Regions from separate parts of the Mus musculus genome. Here region 1 is linked to region 2. The links are chromatin contacts, called in public ChIA-PET maps. All regions are on one chromosome and are shown on one strand. The core of a region is the stretch at or near the end of the contact, and the rest is flanking DNA. Distances in the headings are between cores, read along the strand shown. Region 1 overlaps Rps6ka5 (ribosomal protein S6 kinase, polypeptide 5). Region 2 overlaps Dglucy (D-glutamate cyclase).

The links. ChIA-PET counts read pairs in DNA pulled down with a chosen protein or histone mark.
Region 1: an RNA polymerase II ChIA-PET map of memory CD8 T cells shows a contact between it and region 2, with 75 read pairs. The contact joins two enhancer-like sites. A contact is called at or near these places in 1 of 484 Hi-C or Micro-C datasets (bone marrow-derived macrophages), 3 of 115 datasets of contacts at active chromatin or transcription factors (bone marrow-derived macrophages, effector CD8 T cells and memory CD8 T cells) and 3 of 9 other capture datasets (adipose tissue, liver and pancreatic islet).

Annotation. Positions count from the first base shown.
Region 1 is chr12:100,634,783-100,638,454 of GRCm38.p6, forward strand. All of the region lies in intron 3 of Rps6ka5 (ribosomal protein S6 kinase, polypeptide 5), which reads right to left. Among named protein-coding and RNA genes, the nearest start is that of Rps6ka5, 89 kb to the right of the region's middle. Within about 2 kb of position 2,154, at least 35 of the 459 cell types and tissues checked have an H3K27ac peak or open chromatin away from gene starts, as enhancers often do. A contact at or near this core is called in memory CD8 T cells, where this site is marked.
Region 2 is chr12:100,869,682-100,873,246 of GRCm38.p6, forward strand. Dglucy (D-glutamate cyclase) reads left to right here. Exons shown (of 13, transcript NM_145448.5): 13 at 1,623-2,929. The coding sequence ends at 1,772. Among named protein-coding and RNA genes, the nearest start is that of Gm36572, 22 kb to the right of the region's middle. Within about 2 kb of position 1,745, at least 12 of the 459 cell types and tissues checked have an H3K27ac peak or open chromatin away from gene starts, as enhancers often do. A contact at or near this core is called in memory CD8 T cells, where this site is marked.

The DNA.
Region 1 (3,672 bases), core at 904-3,403, 230 kb before region 2:
ATGGCTTTGGAGAAGTCCAAACAGCAGGAAGCTACAAACATGGGAAGCATGGTTTTAGAAAACTTGCATCCTGTTTTCAGGTGCACAGTATGGGGCCTGCGGGTACTCTCAAACTGTTTCTGCCTTTAGTCTAAGAAACTAAGAAAATAATCCTTTACTCCACACAGTGCTCCTAAATGAGGAAAGATTGAAGCTTCTCCTAGGATACAGGGTCTCAACTATGGCCTTATAAAAACAGAATGAAACAAGCAAACAAAACCAAAACAAAACAAGCTTAATGGTACAACATCAAACTGTAACAGTAAAAAGAACCCCCATAAAAATCCAACACTCCTCCATTTGCTCACTTGCTGTAGAATTCTCTGCTTTTAACATCATATCTCCCCTGAACCAGTTGAGAATACTGTTCTTTATTCCTAAAACTTTCCAGAGACATTCTCTCACATAACCACATCATAAAAATACCATTGCTTTATCTAGACTTCCTGCTCAAATTTTGTCATTTGCCCAGGATTCTTTGTAGTGACTTTATTCCACTCTAAAATCCAGCTCAAGATCACACAGCTCATTGGAAATTACATAAGACATGTGTGGATGCTTCCATCATTCTTTTCTTACTCCTGACATCTTTGAAGAGGATACATCCTGAGTGTACACAAATCTTCAATGTAGATTTTATATGATGTTGTCATGGTCATATGAAAGTAATAAACTCCTCAAACAAATGCCAATGGATGACGCCATCTTCTTAGGTCACATGGGAAATACAGATGAGTTTTCCTAACACTAGAGTTAATTTTGATCATGCCATTAATTTAGTCATTGAAGTGTTGATTGTCAGTTTTCTCCACTGTAAAGTTACTATGTTTTTCCTTGTACTCAACTGGCAAACCATGAAGAAATGAACTGAGATTATGCAAAACTATCCTGCTTCTCACTAAACTACCACCCACTCATTTTAGTGTGGAGTGATGATTTTATAACTCTCTTTCCCTCTCTATGTCAGTATTATTCCACAAGGGAAAGCTTTGCTTCTGCCCCCATTACACTTTCTTCTTTATACCACAACAAGATGTTCTAGTTCCATCTTGTACTTTTCTCAACTTTATTTTGATAGTTAATCTGATGGATCACTATCTGCCAGCGATGGCACTAAGCACTTTACAGACATCAAATCATTTAAGTCAAACAGCTCCAGAAAAAGTGGGCTAGCCGAGGGCTGGGGAGATCAAGAATTGCACCTGACACTTTCAGTTAGGAAATGCCGAAATTGTTTTCAAACAGAAAAAAATTTAAACAAAAAATGCATGTTTACAGAGGAGTGGGTAAATAATTTAGCTCGGTTACAGTGCGGGTAGGACAGCAGAATAACAGGAGATTGGTAGGAGAGGAGACAGGATGTCAGAGTAGTCTGAAAACCTGACTATAGAGTTAAGAGTATGTCATGGTTACTCCTGATTGGCAATAAGATTGAATTGAGATTGCACTAAAGCCCCCCCCCCAACCCCGTATGTCTATGCAGTCTAATTATTAACAGTTTAACAATCAATTGATAAACTCAAAAATCCAAATAAACTGTAGAAAGATGGTGCAGGGTGGGGCCTGATTAGAGGAAATGTGTTGCTGTGGTCAGGTCTTTGACAGGTATATCTTGGCTGTGGCCCCTTCCTGTTACTGTTATGTTTCCTGGATGGTGTAAGTGAAGAGTATTTTTCTAGCATGCCCTTCCACCATGGCGTTAAGCCTTGCTACAAGCCAAGACACAGCGGAGTTGGCAAACTATAGGGTAAAATTATGAGTCAAAAAAAAAAAAAACTTTCCCTTTTGAATTCAGTCATTTGTCACAGAGACAAAAAAAAAAAAAACCCACAATTCTATTTAACATGCATTGTTCTGTTTCAAGTATATGAAAGTGAGTGAGCTTCTTTAAGCAATGGAGTGGCCTAAGTGTGATGACAGGGTAAGAAGGCTGGTAAACTGGGAAAGATAAAGAAAAGTAACAAAAATAGACATTGCAGTTGTTTTCCACAATCTGTTACTAAAATAAATGTGCTTGTCCTGATGCACCAAAATAACCCAGGAGTTGGACACACAGATGCCACATTATCTCGTTAGAGGTCAGCCATCTCACTCAAGTCACTTCATCTGCATCACAAAGGCGATAAGAGGGGTCCTATTCAATCCTAATCCAATCCCTAAGGGCTGCCTGCAAAGGCCTATGAGTTGCTATACTGAAAAATACCCAAAGTGGTGCCTGGTGGCAAGTAAATACTAAAGCAATCAAAAAGCGACTGTAAAAACAGTTGCCACATTCCTATCACACCCCCACTCTTTTGTGATTCTGGAGGAAGAAATCTAAAATTCTCTGGCTTACAGACAACCTGCATTCCCATTCTTATAATATGTAGAGTAAGAAATGTTCTCAAAATATACTTTATTTATCTAGCTGGGCAGGTATTTGGTAGCTCAGATACCTAAAACTACATTGCTGAGTCACAAGATATTTGCATATTAATTTAGTAAATACTGCCCATTTTTATTAAGTTGCTGTGGTTGGTAAGATGGCCCAGTGGCTAAGAGTAGAGAGTGTCCTTTTTTTTTTTTTTCTTTTTTTCTTTTTTTCGAGACAGGGTTTCTCTATAGCCCTGGCTGTCCTGGAACTCACTTTATAGACCAGGCTGGCCTCGAACTCAGAAATCCGCCTGCCTCTGCCTCCTGAGTGCTAGGATTAAAGGCGTGCGCCACCACGCCCAGCTTAAAGATGTTATAGTTTTGTTTTGTTTCTTAAAGATATACAGACACACTGTAGCTATCTTCAGACACACCAGAAGAGGGCATCAGATCCCATTACAGATGGTTGTGAGCCACCGTCTGTTGCTGGGGAATCGAACTCAGGACCTCTGGAAGAGCAGTCAGTGCTCTTAACCCCTGAGCCATCTCTCTAGCCCCTGAGAGCATCCTTACAAAGGACCCAAGTTCAGTTTCCAGCTCCCACATCGGGCATCAGAGGTCCACTCCAGCTCCAGAGGTTGTCAATCCCTCTCTGAACATTTTGGACACTAAAAGTCATTTATATTCAACAGTGTGTCCAAAAAACAAAATAAAACAAACCGAAACCCCTATAACTCTTAGGTGTCTTAATTTCTTTTCCTATTGCTGTGATAAAATACTTTGATAAATGCGACCTTAAGGAGAAAGGGTTTATTCTGGTTCACAGTTCAAAAGTGCTCGCTACCGTCTGTAGTGGGGAAGTCAAGGTGACAGCGCCTGGTCACACCCCATCCAATCACGAAGCAGAGGACAAATGCACACGGCTGCTCAGCTCACTTTCTACGTTTATATAGCAGTCTAGGATCCCATGCATGGAATGGTGCCACCCACAGTGAGTGTGTGTGTCTTCACATATCAGCCTAAGCAATACAACTCCCCACAGGCATATCTGGAGGCTCATCTCTCAAGTAGATCCTGTTAAATAGGCAACTTGCACTAACCATCACAATCAACGTCCTTATTCACTGTCGATCTATGACGCAGTCCCAAGTTACAGGTAATTTTAAGTAAATCTGCGTTTGTAGGAATTGGATCTGATAAATTTTCAGTGAAGTCGGGTAAGCTGTTGCAAATGGACAGAAAGACAGCGATGGAGCTTTAGGTGTAAGAGATTCTATGAAG
Region 2 (3,565 bases), core at 495-2,994:
AGTGTAGGCTGCTGTAACAAAATACCATAGGCCGGGAGGTACAAAAATGCTCATTTTTCGTTCTTCCAGTTGTAGAAGCAGGGATAGTCCAACCCTGAAGGCAGGGCAGAGTCAGTGCCTTGGTGGATGCACTCTTCCTGGGTTGAAGATGGCTGGCCTCTCACTGGCCATGGCCTCTGTTTCAGTTCCTGCCTCCAGGTTCCTGCCTTGAGTTCCTGTCCTGAGGCTTTCTTTAGTGATGGTGTGTGACCTAAGAGTTATAAGCTGAAACAAACCTTTTCCTCTGTCACACTGTTTTTAGTCATGGTGTTTATCACAGCGATAGAAATCCAACTAGTGCCCGCCCCTCAAGAGGCTGACAGCGGGACCTGGGGAGGGGCCTCCTGCCACAGTCAGATGCATGGGAGCTCATCCCAGGCTTGGCTGGGGGCTGGGGCAGTGGGAGGATTACATCTCTGGTATGTGTTAGGACCACACAGGTCTCTATTGGGGCATGAAATATGGTCATGGGAAGGTAAGTGCCCGAAGAAACAGCCGATCTGTTTAAACGCTTTGCTTTTGTTTGAGACGGGACCAGCCCCTCCCCCTTACCCAGTAAGTGAGTCAGAGAGCAAGCTCTGGCCTTTCCCCACTGTACTGACAACCAGCATGCTTCCTACTGTGTGCCAAGGGCCATGCTGGATGCTCTACCTCCAGTGTCTCATTTAATTCTCACTACAGCTTCTGAAAGCCATATCCTCACCAGGGTCACCAACGACCCCAGATGACAGATGGGATCTCCAAGACATAGAGAGAAGTTAAGACCTTCCCACTCTGTAGGCCAGGCTGTCTTGGAGCTCATTATACAACCCAGGCTGGCCTCAAACTGACTGTAATCCTCCTGCCTCAGCCCCTCAAGTACTGAGATGACAGGCGTGAACCATCACATCCAGCTCTTGATTTTGATTTTCTTTTTTTTTTTTTTAAGATTTATTTATTTATTATATGTAAGTACACTGTAGCTGTCTTCAGACACTCCAGAAGAGGGAGTCAGATCTTGTTACAGATGGTTGTGAGCCACCATGTGGTTGCTGGGATTTGAACTCCTGACCTTCAGAAGAGCAGTCGGGTGCTCTTACCCACTGAGCCATCTCTCCAGCCCGATTTTGATTTTCATAAGGAGCTTTCCAGTGAGTCCATGCCTTATCTCAAATTTTACTTGTTAAAAAGAGACACATTCCTGGGTGTGGTGCCATATGCCTTTAAGCCTAGCTCTTGAAAGGCAGAGGCAGGTGGATCTCTAAGAGTGTGAGGCCAGCCTGGTCTAAATATTAAGTTCCAGGACCACTAGGGCTACAGAGGCTCTGTTTTAAAAAGGAGGAGGGAGAAAGAAAGAAAGAAAGAAAGAAAGAGAGAGAGAGAGAGAGAGAGAGAGAGAGGAAGGAAGGAAGGAAGGAAAGAAGGAAGGAAGGAAGGAAGGAAGGAAGGAAGGAAGGGAAGGAAGGAAGAAAGAAAGAAAGAAAGAGACAGAGAGAAACAGAGATCTCTAGCTCAAAGCTTCTTTTCTACAGATATTTACGCATTCTGTCCTCCCTCTCCCCACATGTCGTCTGTCTCCTCCTCATCTCTGTATTTCCTCCCAGGAAGAAAAGATGTTGGGCATCCTGGTAGAGAACCAAGTCCGCAGTGGTGTCTCAGGCATCGTGGGCATGGAAGTGGATGGGCTGCCTTTCCATGACGTTCATGCTGAGATGATCCGGAAGCTGGTGGGTGCCACCACAGTGCACATGTGACCAGCTGTGCTGTTTGTGTGCACAGTCCCTGCCTGATGCCAGCCTTTGTCTAGGTAGGAAGGAGTTCCAGGGGCATTGCTCTACCTGCCCTTCATCCTGGCTTCTTCTGGCCACCCTATGCTCTGTTCTGGGAATCTTTCTGCCTCTCAGTTAAGAGAGAATTCTGGAACAGTTAATTGTAGAGCAGAGCCTAAGGGCAGTGGTGGTGTACACCTTTAATCCCAGCACTCAGGAGGCAAAGGCAGCTGGATTTTTGAGTTTAAGGCCAGCCTGGTCTACAGAGCGAGTTCTAGGGCAACCAAGGCATCACTGTGACCTGGGCTAATCGAGAAAGGGTAGAGAGCCCACACGTGGAGTGTTAGCTGAAACACTGGGGTTCATACTCACCACCACCAGCAAAACAGTTATATCTTTGAAATGCTTTTTTCCCCCATACAGTCATAATTTGCTGTTTGATGGGGTTCTTCCAGCCATGACATCCCACTGTCCCTCACCCCCATTCACCCCTGACATTTCTTACACACACTTTCCATCAGCTCACTCCTACACCTAGCCTGACTCTTTCCCCGTTTTGAGGGGGAAGGAAGCCATATTTACCAGTATTGCCCAAAGGTGAGTCAGACCTCTCCAGAGCTCAGGCAGATGAGCTCGCCCTGATCTTTCACATCCTCCAACCCTAAATTTCTCAACAAAACCAGAAACTGAGCCACTGACCAGGCCCCATTGCACATTTATTCCTGACATCATGGTGACATTTCATGTGGGATCTGAGCCTACTAAATGTTGTTTCATGTCTTTACACATGTGTGTCTGGTATGGTTCTTTAAGGGGCCTTCATTGTGAAAAAGGAACACATGGTATGGATTTTACACTCCAATAAAATATAAGTGTAAAGAGAAAATCTTTAGTATGAACCTCCAGTGTCTGCTATTTGCTATTCTGGCCAGGATTCACACCTGCAGGGTTCACACTTTCAGGGTCCATGCTTGTTCTGTGGAAGACACTAAAAATGGGGCCAGTCCTCCACCCAAGACCTCACAACTCAGCAAATACACCTTGGCTTGGAAGCCTCACGGCCCAGGTCTCTTTGAGTTATCATTTTTGTTCAGTACAAATTCCACACCAGGAACTCTGATAAAGAGGATATCCTGACAATTAAAAAAAAAAATAGATGACTACAATACTATTGACATCGTGGAAAAGCTGCCAACAATCTTATGATTCATGTTTCAAAGGAGATATTCATAGATTTGGCTTTTGGCATAGTAATAGCAGGATTCTACTTCAGCATTGAACAAGCTGAGGAGTAACAGTGTTACAAGTTATGCTTGCAGTGGGAAGAAATGTATGGGGAGATGGCTGAGCCATTTAAGAAAAAGGCTAAGACCCCGTTAAGTTCAGAGAAGGCAGGTTCTGAAGGCAGGTTCTCAGCTTACGCTGAGGCTAAGGTACAAAGGAGTAGAGGGGACCCCTTCCTGGGCATCCATCCCAGGGGCTGCTGGTGCTCTGCCTTCCAGGACCCGGTTTTAAAACTTTCCACTTCACATTGTGATTCCCACTCAAACCTTGTTCTAGCCTTGTCTGTTCTCAGGAGAAATGTCTGTGTTCATGTCTGTGGTGGCTACCACCTCCAGAAGTCAGTGACAAGAACAAGAGATGGCCTGCAGGGGAACTGTGGTTTACCCAGGGTGAGAGCTAGCTTGGTTCTAGCCATTGCTGGGCAAATGGAATCTGTGGGCTTTTCAGGATGCTGTGGAGAGAGATCCTAGGATATAGTACATATGACATACAGT